Regions from separate parts of the Mus musculus genome. Here region 2 is linked to region 1. Evidence: chromatin contacts called from public HiChIP or PLAC-seq data. All regions are on one chromosome and are shown on one strand. Each heading gives the region's core, a stretch centred on a gene start, on an enhancer-like site or on the middle of the called end of the contact. The rest is flanking DNA. Distances are from core to core; before and after follow the strand shown. Region 1 has its middle 96 kb from the start of 1500009L16Rik. Region 2 overlaps Gm34184 (predicted gene, 34184).

Region 1 (7,075 bases), core at 1,725-4,224:
CACCTATCTGTGTGAATCATGTGTGCTCTGTGTCTAAGGACAATTGATAGTGCCAGACTCTAGAGGGCCAGACTCACAAAACCCTCTTTGTTTTGTCAAAGGGAAACCACCATAAATTATCATAATTATTCACCTTTTCCCAACAGAAACATCCAAGGCCAGTGCATGCCTCTGGGATGAGGGAGAGTTGAAGCATCTCTTCCCTGGGTACTCTCTAACAGTTCTTGAGTTCATTCCCCAGTACTAAAAATATAAAAGAAAGAAGTAAAAGAGGGAGAGAGGGAAGGATGGAAGAAATGTGTAGGGAAAGAGAGAAAAAGAGGGAGGGAGAGGAAGGAAAAAGGTAGGAGGGTGCAGGGAGGGAGGGAAGGAGGAGGAGAGAGAGAAAAGAAAAAGAAAGAAAGAAAGAAAGAAAGAAAGAAAGAAAGAAAGAAAGAAAGAAAGAAAGAAAGAAAGAAAGAAAGGAAGGAAGGAAGGAAGAAAGAAAGAGGGGGAAGGGAAGGGAAGGGAAGGGAAGGGAAGGGAAGGAAGAAGGGGAAGGGAAGGAGGAAGGGGGAAGGGGAAAGGGGAAGGGAGGAGGGAAGGGGAAAGGAAAGGAAAGGAAAGGAAAGGAAAGGAAAGGAAAGGAAAGGAAAGGAAAGGAAAGGAAAGGAAAGGAAAGGAAAGGAAAGGAAAGGAAAGGAAAGAGGGAGGGAGGGCATTCAACTTGGGGTAGGGGCACAAGATGTTGTTATGCAGTCTGGCTGGGCTGCCTTCAAACTTGCTTTGTGGAACAACCAGACTGGCTGAAACTCAAAGCAGTCCACCTGCCTCAGTGCCTGAGTCAATGCTGAGATAGCAGGTTGGGTGTCAGTGCATCTGGTATAAATTCTATTTTTGAAGGTTCTTTTTTTTAAATTTTATACAAATTTTGCATCCTTCTCACAACAATCATATTTCTACATAAAGAAGTCTTTGGATATGTATCGGTTCAAGTACTCATCTCATCTCAACAAAGCCATCATCCACTGATGAAAGTTGTCGTCTGGCTTCTCGCATCCCAGGCATCTTGTGGCCTCTCCCACATTCAGCTCACCAAATCCCGGCCCAGACAATGACACATAACAACGGATTAGTGCTCAGCGACTGCCCAGCACCTGTTCTGAGTGTTCTACAAATATGAATTCAGCCTAGCAGCAACGTGGAGAGGTGAACTGAGAGTGATCTCATCGGTGCTGGGAGAACTGAGTCACCAGAGGTTATGAACTTGCCCAAAGTCACATACACTTAGGAATAGAGTTGGAAACTGTATGCTTCTCTAGTTCCTCCGTCCCCGGCACAGACCCTGAGCTGTCTGCCACTCAGTCAACAGAGTGCTTGTCTAGTTAGTGTGAACCAAGTCCAAGGTTCCACCCCCAGCACCCAATAAACTAAGCATACCTGTGATGCTAGCACTCAGGGAGGTGGAGGCAGGAGGATTAGGAATTCAAGGTCATCCTCGGCTACACTGCAAGTTAGAGGGGCCAACCAGGAACCCCTGAGACTTTGAAGAGGGGAGGGAAGATAAGTAGGCGCAGACTCTGGAGGAACTTGGACAAGTTGCATCTGTCGAAATTCTACATGCTCACCTCTGTAGCTCAGAAACGGTTGGATATCCACGCTAGTGAACCATTTGCCGCCACAGACAGCAAGCTACACAGAGGGCACTTCCACCATGTTTTCTCAACAACAACAACAACAACAAAAAATATCAGAGTCCACCCATCCATCAGCCCTAAAATTCTTTCACGCTGGCACATCTGTGCAGGGCATTGCCAGTTAACCATGACAAAGAAGGTCTGTTTTCATCTGTGGTGTGAGAAATTCTTTAAATCCAGAGAGAAGCAGAAAGGGGCTAAAGAATAAGATTGGGGGTTCCAACGGTTGTGTTGAAAACAGCGTAAAACAAAATAGTATGTGGCAAACTGTAGGGACTTTGTTTAGTGATGGTTAATGATATGCCTACGGGGTCCAGGAGGTAGAGTCCCAATCATACTCAAGAGTAGTGATGGGTGCTTTAAAGGTTCTGGGAAAAGCCAGAGAACCTAGGGAAGTGTCCTTCAGGAAAGCAGGGCAAATCAAAAGGGGCACTAGGACATTTGGCATGAGATGAAGAGTAATGGCCGCCTGTCTCTGGCTGGTCCTGTGCTCTGACCTTTTGAGTAAAAGGTTGTCAGCATCCAACTCTGACATGACCCAAGCGGTTTAAAGTCTTCTATCTAGTGAGGGACTGTACTGGCATCCGGCCCCACATGTCCTGCAAGCCCAAAGCTTTTCCCTTCTCAGTTTCTCTCAGGACACTTGGTCTCTAGTTGCAACCTGTGCTGTGTTCGGGGATTCACCAAGGCATGTCCAAAGCAGCAGCGCGGTAGTCCCGCTCCTAGAGGGAAGCCTTCCTTGTTTTCTCGTGCTCACTGTAAAGTGCGCATGGGTCTTTTGATTGAAATTTTCTGCTCTTTCTCTTGAAATTGCTTAATTGCGCCCACCCACCGGTAAGGTTCTTTATATCGGTGATGCTGCTGATCCTCTCTGTATCACTGTGCGGTACTTTTGAACGCCAGGTTTCCTTACATTTCTGTGAGGATGCTGCCCCCTGCAGCCCACTTTGAGCATAATAGCCATTGTGATGGATTATCTCATCTCGTTCCCACAACCCACGAAGTGAAAAACTGTTAGTATCCTCCTTTTTTGTTTTTTCAGAGGATAAATCTGACTTCCAGCAAAGTTAGGTAACTTGTCTTGGCAGAAACAGGCCACCTCTCTCCAGAATCCCCCGTACCAACACTGTTGTCCTGTGACAGGTATCCTCCATATTTAATCTGCCAGCTAACCGAAATTACTGGGGAAGGGGAAGCGAATTGACTCATTTTTGGCTGTGCGGCCCTCTCTGGGTCCATCCACAGTTCCAACAATAGCCCCGCGGTGTTAATGCAGATGCAGAGATATCCCTGGGAGAGCTTTGTGGGAAGGTGTGGTTGACTGACAACCAGCTGCCACACCCTCAGAATCTCTGCAGCACCTAAACTTAAGCCTTGCCCTCCTGGGGCTACTCAGCCAGCAACTGGGCACAAGCTTTCTAGACCCAAAGGGAGGTTTTGTTTTGTTTTGTTTTGTTTTGTTTTGTTTTGTTTTGTTTTGTTTTGTAGGTTCCAAGATGTATGGATTGCAGTGGCGCCTATCAGCATATCAAAGCACACGCTGACCTCAGGACTCCTTCACTTCATGTGCAAGCAACCTGCCCTCCTCCCTTCCTCCCCTACCTAACTCCCTCCAGCCCCTGGGATTTCCTCCTGCTCTCTCAAAGCTACCTAGCAGCTTCCTGCCTTCCTTCTCTCCCTGGGCAAATGTCAGGTCCACACTGTGATCTGAGGGTATGCCACAAACCAGGCTGTATCTTTGGGCTCACTGGTCAGCCAGTCTAGCCTGTTCCAAGCTAGTGAAGACACTGTGCCTCACAAAGATATTTTTTTCCTTTAAATGCAAACCGCTTGGAGAACAAAACTCAGTGTTGTCCCCTGCATCACACACACACACACACACACACACACACACACACACACACACACACACCCTACCATTGAAATGTAAGTGCCACTGTAGAGAGAAGACTTTTATGAGGTGACTAGGGCCTGGGGACCTGGCCCTCAGGAATACAGTAATACCTCCAGCAGAGAAGTGGATTGGTAATCACAGGAATAGGTTCAGATCAAAAGCTAAGTCATCCCTGTCCCCAAGCTCCTGTCTCTGTCCCTCTCCCCCACATCCTCACGCCATCTGAAACCTCTGCCTTGTCCAAGCACCGTGTGCTTGGCTTTCCCAGAGTTCTGAGCCAAAGAGACCTGCTCTTTATAAATTGTCCAGCCTCTGGTTGTCTGTTATAGCAGCACAAAACAAAGATACTGGATTTGCATCTCTCTAAAAGGACCCCCACGGAGTTTAACAAGGAGAATCTATAATTCTTTCTCTCTCTCATTATTTCGTACTTGTATGTGTGTGAGAGAGTGTGTGTGCATGCACATCTGCCACTGTGCACGAATCAAGATCAGAGGAGAGTTTTCAGGAGTCTGTTCCCCTTTCCTACCTTGGTAAGGCAGGCTCTCTCTTGTTTCTGCCAGGCCAGCCCGTGAGCTTCTGGTTCTCTTGTCTCAGCTCAGGGCAGCTCAACACAACATCCTTTTCCACCAAGATGACTAGGACCAACGACCGGTCACTGGGATGGTGACGAGTCTCTGGCATTGATGCTCCAATATAGGGAGTCTGGGGAAGGCAGTTTCTCACGCCAAGCCCTCATGGAACATTTTTCACACCTCTCTGCAAAGGCCTACACACCCCCCACTGCACACACACATTCAAGTGTAATCCCTGCCCCTTTCCTTGGGCTTTGTGCTTCCTGGAGCAAGCTCTACACTAAGGAGATCCTTGCACACAGGGTGCATAAATAAACTGCAGACAAAAAAAATGAATGATAATGGCTTGAATGACTTCCAGGGACTCATTGAAATTCCATTCCCTGATGCACAATTCCTGTGCCTGTGTATCTAAGAGGAACCCAGCACCACCACACGGACAGTAGAAAGACCCCTTGCAGATTCACACTGTGGCCAGGGCCAAGGGTTTGGAGAGGCAGAACTCAGAGCATCTAATTGGCTCTCTCACAGGGCTGAAAGGAGGCTTAAGTGGAGGTAAGTTCGCTATCCGTCAGTCATCCTGTGCACCACTAAACCTTAAAACCTTGCTGAGCTCATTAGCTCATTAACTATTTGGAAGATACATTCTCCCCGCAAAGGCCAACCAGAGAGGAGACTATGTTTAGCCTCATGGGGTACTAAAAAGTAAAATAAAGGCAACAAACAGCCATAGATCACAAGAGATTGTGTCCTCAATTTTGCAAAAGTCCTTGGTGAATTCTAACTTCCTGGTTTTACCAAGCATAGAGGCCAGAACGAAGGACCACTCTCTAAGGCAACTGGGGGACTTCCTTGGACAGCATTTTCAGGAAAGCCACAACCCCTGCTGGCCTTTTGGTTTCCCTGAAATCTGATCTAGAACATCCAATCAGGTGGCTCCAAACAGCAGGTGTCTGGAGCCTCACAGAACTGGCAAAACCATACCTTCCATGGCCTTAGCTGCTGACCCAGGACCTCAGATTGTCCTTAGAGAAACGGCAGGCTCATACCAAGGTACGTTCAGTTCAGTGGGGTGAGAGACTGGCTGCGACCGTCAGAAAAGTACACAGAATAGCTGAAAGGGAGGCTACCTTTGTAGCCCTTCCACTGCGGGTCTGTGTCCCACAAAATGTCTGTCTCTGCTAGAGGCGTGTTCCCCAGTGGAAATGCTAAGATGTAATAGAACTTTTATGAGGTGGGCCTCTCAACCCCAGAATACTAATGAAGCTCACACTAAGCTATTCAGCAAAGTAACCTCACACTCTTAGGGTCTCTCTGCATGAGGGATCCCTTCCTTGCTGTTTTCTGCCATGTCTTAAGCCATCAAAGAGAATCCCAGAGCAGATGTTGGTGACGTGATTCTAAATCCCCAAAACTGTGAGTTAAATAAACTGGTTGGCGTTAGGCTCGCACAAAATGCTTTGAGCTGACAAGTGAGGAACCATGCTTGCAACGGAAGTGTCCCACAAAGCCATGTCAAGGATGATTGTTAGCATCAGGCGCATCCGCGGACACCCGGAATCCGCTTCACATCCATCAGGCATCTTTACAGCCAACTCCCGGACCCAGCAAGAAGACACATCAACTCTAGGCGACAGTGTAGCTCCTGTGTCTGTCCCTTCACATATGCGCCATGCTCCACCCACAGCGTCACTTTGCGCATGCATCACAGCCCAGATAAAAGACCACTCTCCTTCCACGCTCTCCCGGAGGCCGCCTCCCACGGGAGACCTGCTGCATGGTGTGAGTTGTTCGGGACTGTGATGCTTATTTCTAACCTTGGTACTGCCAGACTCGGTGTTCGCAGTCCCACCACGTAGGTCCAGACGACTTCGCAGTTCTGCCGCCACCACGCCGGCACGGAACCCACTGCCACATGGGTTATGCCCACGGGCCTTAACATCACCTTCAACAAGTTGTCTGTTACACAGGCTCACTTTCTGGCTTCTCTCCAACCGAACACCAGCGATTTGGTAAGCTCCCCGCCCTAGTCATCATACAGGGTCCCTGGTCTCAAGGGGTGGCTGGCCACTGTCTAGTGGTTCCAGAGACTGAGTAATTCACAGTCTTTATGACTGGCCTCCTTGCTGACTCCTCAGTTTAGGACATTTTCCCATGGGTGAGATTTTCCTCACTCCTCTGAGTTGGTTCTTTTTCTCACTACTGCAAAACCTTGGGCCTGGTTGAATAGTTCTCCTGGTCTCAGCTCAGGGGCTGGCCTGAGTTCAGACTCCAAGTTCGCAGCATAACTACCTGGTCACGTGACCTGATGGTCGTTTCTGGCTACAAAATTTGTCCTTGGGACGCTGGACCGGGCAAGTGGCTAGCTTCTACTCGCCCAGGGGGTGCCTTGTCTTAAACTGTGTCTTCAGGCTCCGTCCGCACTGGGATGTCTCCTGGAAACCCTCAAACAGCTAAATCTAGGGTCTGACTTAAAGGCCTCCAAATGTATCCACCTTTGCCATCAAGTCTGGCCCTGTGACTAGTTAGATAACGACTCCGAGGGGACGCCTAACAGCACTTTTGATCCTACCATTTTAAAGAATCTTCATCATTACTGCCAGCGATCTGGAAAATGGAAAGAGGTTCTCAGTGTCCAGGCTTTTTCTCATCTTGGCTCCAAGCTCCTCCTGCTCTCCAACTCAGCTCCTATTAGTTATGAAATCTCAACCAGAAGAAATTTCCACTATTCTTGATTCAGCTAATGAACCTCCCGCTTACCGTCCCCTGACCTGCCTCTACATTATCTCCTGCATCCCCAGCCTCCTCAGCCTCTCACCGGACCTCTCCAGGGCCTCCACGCTCAGCTTTGCCAGACCCTGTGCCAGCTGCAGGCCGCTCCAGCTGTCCTACACTGGTACTCATTTTCAATCTCTCAACCACTTGCTATC
Region 2 (7,075 bases), core at 1,958-4,457, 240 kb before region 1:
AAACAGGAGCAGGCTCCTGGGTCTGCAGAGTAAGGCCAAAGGTGTCAGCCGTGGGAATGTAGAACACAGCAGCCTTCCCTGGGGGCTGAAAGAGGAGGCAGAAAGAAGCAGAATCCTTCCGGGCCTTAAAATCTGATTCTCTTAAACATTGTTCTCACTAAAGATTCCAGTATTTATCCTTCTGCTTTGGATCTTCTAGCATTCTGAAGGACACCAATCATGTCCAGCACGTGCAAAGCAGAGACGATGACCAGCCATCCAAAAACCCAAAATAAAGTCATAGGTGGACCATGAACTTGGTCCCTTCTGAATGGCCACAAGTGACCTGTGACCCTTCTTGCTTCCAGCCTTGGCAAAGGCACTTATATTTCTGGTTAGGTCTGGTTGGCAGATATACAACCTCAAAGCTATGTGATTCGCCTTCCCTGCTGGCTACCTTTTCTTTCTCTACTGGAAAACTAGCTGGCCTGTTTTGCAGCATGCTCTGCCATTGTCAAAGGACATGAACTCCACACCAAAGGTACAGAAGCCAACTTGTAAAGGCAAAGCCTGGATAGGTTTCCAAGCCTTCCCAGACTGAACATATATACTATGTTTTAAAGTTGTAAATGTTCTCTGAACATGACATCAAGGATATAGGTTTCTAAGCCTGCTTTTATCGTAAGGATAAAAAAAAAACGGCAATAGAAATTTTGTGTTTAGCTAGAAAAAGTCTTGAACATACAGCTTTTCTCCCTACACTCACTTTTCTCCTTCACTCAGCCTGAAAATAGATCCCTACCCTATAGTCTGTCTCTGCCATTGTTCCTGCCTCCTGGTGTCACATGTGCGTGTTTTTGAAAACCACAGCTCAAGAAATGGGTTTTTGTCCACTTGGTGGGCTGGAGGGCAGACAGAAGCTGCTATACTTGAGATTAGCTGCGATTTCTCTAAGGGAAGAGAATAAATAGAATGAGTACTTAGCACAGAGCAGACCTCTTATATTAGCTCACATGATTTGTGCTGGGTAGTCCAATAAGGACCAACTACATGAAGGAGTGGCTGAGAACCTAGCAATGGCTCAGGCCAAATCTGTAGACACTGGAGAAGGTGGCTTCCCAAAGAGAAATTAGGATGCTCTCTTCTGATCCCGAGGTCTCCATAAAGCATTTGTCTACATCTAGAACAAAAGATAAGGAAGCCCAAGGTCCCAAGGGGACCTCATCTCAGGGGCCTGTGCGTCTTTCCTCTGCTTCCTCAGCATCGGTATTAGTTATATGTCTCATCGCTATAACAAAAATACTTGACTAGTTGGGCACGGTGGCGCACGCCTTTAATCCCAGCACTCGGGAGGCAGAGGCAGGCAGATTTCTGAGTTTGACAAGAGTCTTAATGTAGGAAAGAAGGGTTTGTTCTGGGTTACAGTTCCTGGGACACAGTCCATCCTGTCAGGGAGACACAGCAACAAGAACAGGAGGTGGCTGCTTGGTCACATTGTGTCCAGTCAAAAAGCAAAGACTGCTTGCATTCAGCTTCTTTCTCCCACGGTATGGTACCACCCACATTTAGGGTAGTCCCCTTACTTGCATTAACCTAATCTAGAAAACCTCTAGTATACCTAGGCCCAGAGATTTGTTTCCATGGCGACTCTAAATTCTATCAAGTTGATGCCAAGATTAACTACCCAGAATCCTTAATTTGTATGGGGTCATCCATATTCAGAGGCTTTTCCTAACTTCCAAAAGCCCAGCTATTCACAATCCAACATGCACGGTGCTAAGGAAGCCAAAGGATGTCGGGGTAAATTTTTCCAGACAGCTCTCTGGATCTAGATTCCAGCTAGAAGGCGCCTGAAAAGTAATATTATCTAAGCAGAAAAAAATCATCGTTAGGAGGTTTCCCTAGGCTGTTTAATTTCTCTGCTGACAACAACTGTTCAAATCTTATACCAAATCCCTTCTCTCCAGCCAAATGTATCCTTTGGCCCAAATCTGTATGTAGTTTCTCTGATGCAGAATAGCTTCCACAGCCAAGCCAATGAGTCAGTTTTTAAAGTCTTTTAAAATCCAAAGAGATGTGCTTCCAGAAGCCTCCAACAACACTCCAAGGATGTGCGCATGAGTCTAAATACTCAGGTAAGCATACTAGAGGGGATATACATAGAGATACAATCTATGTATTTGTCCTGTCCCCTTTTTAGCTCAGACATACGAGGGAGAAGGAGGGTCCTATAGCGATGGTTCTCCAGTCCCTCCCCAAGGGCATCAACAAAGTTCTCATTCACTTAGGAAAGATAACAAACTTGCATAAACACCATGCTGCGAAGGTAATATGTGGACAGAGAGACAAGCTTCAGGCTCAGTCTTGTTGCTGGTGGTTGCCATCATCATCATCATCATCATTTTGCTTGTGTATGTGTGATATATACATGTGTTCATGGGTGTGTGGACACATGCGTATGGATGTGCATAAGTGCATATGTGTGGAGTTCAGAAATTAATATCACTGTCTCCCTCTATCTTTCCTCACTACTTACTGAAGCAAGGTCTCCTATCTACCAATTCTGCTAGACTATCTAGCAGTTTGTCCCTGAGATTTCTCTGTCCTGACCTCCCCCCAGTATTGGGATATAGGTAGGCTTCCATGCTCACCCAACGTTTATGTAAGAGCTGGGGATTTTAACGCTATTCATTGCATGTGTGTCCCAAAGTGCTTTGCCCACTGCAATGTCAGTTTTATAAATCACTAGCTGAGGGATTTGAGCCACCAGTCATCCAGCCTCCCAGACTCCCGTCCTCTTCTGCTTGTGGCGGTAAGCAGACCTCATTGCACACCTACAGCACAGAGCTAGCTGTAAGCAAACTCAGCTGAGGACAGCTGATGTGACAATGTGTATTGTCTCAGTGACATGTGTGCCCCATTGGGACTGGGGGACCCTGCCATGCTAGAGAGAGTCAGAATAAATCTGAAAACATCCAGCCAGCCTGGCTGGCTGTCACTCTGCTTCTCCCTGCAGTGTCTTGTGCTTGTGCCAGGGAGGTCACATTGAAACCATGAGTCCGACGAACAGAGGCCATGCATAGAGATAACGCCACCAGCCCCAGCCATGAGGCAAGGCTTAGAGGAAGACAAAAGAGTCCCAGTTGTTCATTTCTCGTCAGCTTTGCTCTGAAGGCTCCGTCCCCATCTGTCCCTGCCATGAAGACACTTGTTCACACCCAGCCTGCTTCCTGCCTGGATCCCTGCCACCTAGTGCTGTCTGACTTCCTGCCCCCTTCCTGTCTGCTGACTCTCCAACAGTGCCAAAGAGGCAGGGACAGCTCCTTTCAACTCCGTGCCTAACAGGCTAAATTCTGTAGCCCCAGCCTTTTTGTGGAGGGAGTGGGGGGTCTCCTCCAGAATTGTCTTCCAATTGAAACTTACTTCCCCAGACCTTACAACTTGTTTTCTTTCTTCCTAACATTTCCTGCTGAAAGCCAATGCCCAAAGCCACTGCTTCACCTCCCTGATTTTTTTCCCCTTGTCGTTTAACATAAATCAGTGTGCTCTGGTTCTCAAAACTAAAAGCCACATATAATTAAAACCCCAGCACAGAAAAAAATGATTTTGAGGTTTGGCACCAAGTCCTGGGGGATTAAAACAGAAGGATGCACTCGCCCTGCACACCCCTGCAGGGGATTGCTGCCATTCAGAAATGCACCTCAGGACTGAATGGTCTGATCTCTGCTCAAAAGCCATGCAGAAGTCTTGCCTCACCCTACAACACACACACACACACACGCACACGCACACGCACACGCGCACACGCACACACACACACACACAAATACACATACACACATAAACACACACACACACACACACACACACACACACAGAGCTTTCCCTTTTCTGAACCTGGACCCAAATTCCTTTCTTTCTGACCATCTGGTCTCCTCATTTTAACTTGGCCAAGCACAGCTAGGCAGGTCCCCCTCCCACTGTGAGGGTACAAAGGAAGAAAAGAGGACCCAAAATGGGCCTGACCTAGCCCCAGACTTCAATTCTATGCTACTTAATGTGCAATAAACCATCAAAGTGATGGATTCAGGGATATGTGCCCCCAAGCCACACTTGTTCAAAACTAAAGGCAGAGAAGAAAGAATTGAGAATAAATAGTCCTGAAGCTTTGGGGGAAAGTGACTGAAAATTGTTTCCCACTGTTCCCCGCAGTCATGGCTGGCAGCACTTGCTCTAGTCTTCCTCTAACAGACGGGCACTGATTAGAAGCTCAGCAAACCCAGTCACCTCTTCCCCTGGATGAAGCCCTTTTAGCCTTGATATCTGGTGCCTTCTCTCCCCTGTGTTGGAATAGAGACAGAGTTAGAACTTACTCAGCCTGTCATTGACCTCTAGGAGCATGCACAAGGTCTTTGACAATGTTTGAATGTCCCACAGCTTTAAACAGGAGACAGCAGATGAAGTCCCAAAAGTCATCGAATGCCTGATAGTAAAAGGCAAATGTTAACCAAGAGTATCCCCAGCAGAGTAGGGTATGACAGCAGCCAACAAAAGGGCATCTAGGTAAGGGGTGCAGGGTCCCAAGGGAGGTGACCACGGTTTCTGTAGGATTGTCCCTGCTAAAGTAGTAGTTCACCCGTTAGCTATAATGGGCTGAGGGCTGAGTTTAAGACACCTGGAGGCATAGCCTGAGGAAGGCAAGAGACTCAGAATAATCCAGAAAAGAAGGTGAGAAATTGCTGGTTGGACTGTAAGCTGGGTCATCTACTCTGGAAGTCAGTCTGGTGGTTCCTCAGAAAATTGGACACAGTGTTACCTGAGAACCCAGCTATACCACTCCTAGAATATACCCAAAAGATGATCCAACATATAACAAGGACACATGCTCCACTATGTTCATAGCAGCCTTGTTTAAAATAGCCAGAAGCTGGAAAGAACCCAGATGTCCCTCAGTAGAGGAATGGATACAGAAAATGTGGTACATTTACACAATGGAGTACTATTCAGATATTAAAAACAATGACTTCATGAAATTCTTAGGCAAATGTATGGAACTAGACTCCTGAGTGAGGTAACCCAGTCACAAGAGAACATACATGGCATGCACTCACTGGTACGTGGATATTAGCCCAAAAGCACAGAAACCAAAATACAATTCACAGACCACATGAAGCTTAAGAAGGAAGGCTAAAGTGTGGGTGATTCAGTCTTCCTTAGAAGGGGAAACAACATACTCAAGGGAAGAAATACGCAGACAAAGTGTGAAGCAGAAACTGAAGGAAGGGCTATCCAGAGACTGACCCACTTGGGGATCCATCCCATAGATAGTCACCAAACCCAGACAGATTGTGGATGCTAAGAAATTCATGCTGACAGGAGCCTGATATGGCTGTCTCCTGAGAGGCTCTGCCAGAGCCTGACAGGTACAGAGGCAGATGCTCACAGCCAACCATGTGACTGAGCATGAGTCCCCAATGGAGGAGTTGGAGAAAGGACTGAAGAAGCTGAAGGGGTTTGCAACCTAATAGGAAGAACAGCAATATCAACCAACTACATCCCCCGGAGCTTCCAGGAACTTAAACACCAACCAAAGAATACACATGGAGGGACCCATGGCTCCAGCCGTATATGTAGCAGAGGATGGCCTTGTTGGGTATCAATGGGAAAAGAGGGCCTTAGTTCTGTGAAGACTCAATGCTCCAGTGTAGGGGGATGCCAGGGTAGGGAGGTGGGAGTGGGTGGTTGGGTGGGGATACACCCTCATAGACTCCGAAGGAGGAGGGGGAATGGGATAGGGGATTTCTGGGGGGAAAACAGGGAAAGGGGATAACATTTGAAATGTAAGTAAAGACAATATCCAATAAAGTTTTTTTTTTTTTTTTTTTTTTTTTAAAGAAATGAGGTTAGAGGGTGTCTTAGTCAGGGTTTCTATTCCTGCACAAACATCATGACCAAGAAACAAGTTGGGGAGGAAAGGATTTATTCGGCTTACACTTCCATACTGCTGTTCATCACCAAAGGAAGTCAGGACTGGAACTCAAGCAGGTCAGAAAGCAGGAGCTGATGCAGAGGCCATGGAGGGATGTTCTTTACTGGCTTGCTTCCCCTGGCTTGCTCAGCCTGCTCTCTTGTAGAACTAAGATTACCAGCCCAGAGAAGATCCCACCCACAAGGGGCCTTTCCCCCTTGATCACTAATTGAGAAAATGCCTTACAGCTGGATCTCATGGAGGCATTTCCTCAACTGAAGCTCCTTTCTCTGTGATAACTCCAGCTTTGTCAAGTTGATACAAAATTAGCCAGTACAGAGGGGGAGAAGAAACCAGACCCTCGGTGTCTTGGAGGATGCTCCAATGGCCTTGGCTTTTATTCTGCATGGGAGAAATAACACAGTTTTAAGCAACGTAGATTAGAATTGCCTTATATTTTGAAGGGTTGATCTGGCAGAGAGAGTGTGCTATTCCCTCACATCCATTTCTTTCCTCTTCCTTATAATAGAAACCCCACACTTTCGGCTGGACACATGGCATAAGTCATGAAACTAAGTTTAGCCAACGGTATGTGCTCCAAAAAGTTCACTGCAGCTTTTGATATTTTTCTTCTTTGTTTTTGCCCTTCCTCTTCAACCTGGAATGCAGACATGATGTCTGGATCTTTACCTGTTCTAGTTCATTATGAAAACAAGGGTCATCCCCCACCCCCACCCCCCTGTATGGGATGGTAAGAAGTTTGGACCAGAGTCCTTGGGAGTAGAGCCATCCCAGCCCATTAAGGCTCTCTCTAGGCAGTTATCTCTGTTTCTGGTGGTTAAGTGGAATCCTAATTGGTATAATCTTCCTGGCTACAATTTAAAGAATAAACTGTAGGGCCAGCAAAGGTAAAAACAGGGTTAATCTCTAATTTTCAACTAAGAACACTAAAGGTTGAAACAGTTAAATGAAGCACATTAGGATTGTGGCATATCTATATTTAAACCCTGCCTCTTAGACATTTTGAATGTATGATTTCTTAGCCTGGCTGCCTGACTTGGCCCTGGAAGGAGCAGTGATGCCAGGACCACATGCCACCAATGACTGTGGGTGCCTGAAATGGACTCT

What was found. HiChIP or PLAC-seq counts read pairs in DNA pulled down with a chosen protein or histone mark.
Region 2: a contact with region 1 is called in an H3K27ac HiChIP or PLAC-seq map of heart atrium, with 5 times the contacts expected there. The contact joins two enhancer-like sites. A contact is called at or near these places in 5 of 484 Hi-C or Micro-C datasets (cerebral cortex, embryonic fibroblasts, forebrain and 1 more), 3 of 115 datasets of contacts at active chromatin or transcription factors (the NIH/3T3 cell line, cardiomyocytes and heart atrium) and 1 of 9 other capture datasets (embryonic stem cells).

What each region holds. Positions count from the first base shown.
Region 1 is chr10:83,815,365-83,822,439 of GRCm38.p6, reverse strand. No RefSeq gene overlaps it. Among named protein-coding and RNA genes, the nearest start is that of 1500009L16Rik, 96 kb to the right of the region's middle. Within about 2 kb of position 2,974, at least 18 of the 459 cell types and tissues checked have an H3K27ac peak or open chromatin away from gene starts, as enhancers often do. A contact at or near this core is called in forebrain and heart atrium, where this site is marked.
Region 2 is chr10:84,056,968-84,064,042 of GRCm38.p6, reverse strand. All of the region lies in intron 2 of Gm34184 (predicted gene, 34184), which reads left to right. Among named protein-coding and RNA genes, the nearest start is that of Gm34113, 24 kb to the left of the region's middle. Within about 2 kb of position 3,207, at least 103 of the 459 cell types and tissues checked have an H3K27ac peak or open chromatin away from gene starts, as enhancers often do. A contact at or near this core is called in forebrain and heart atrium, where this site is marked.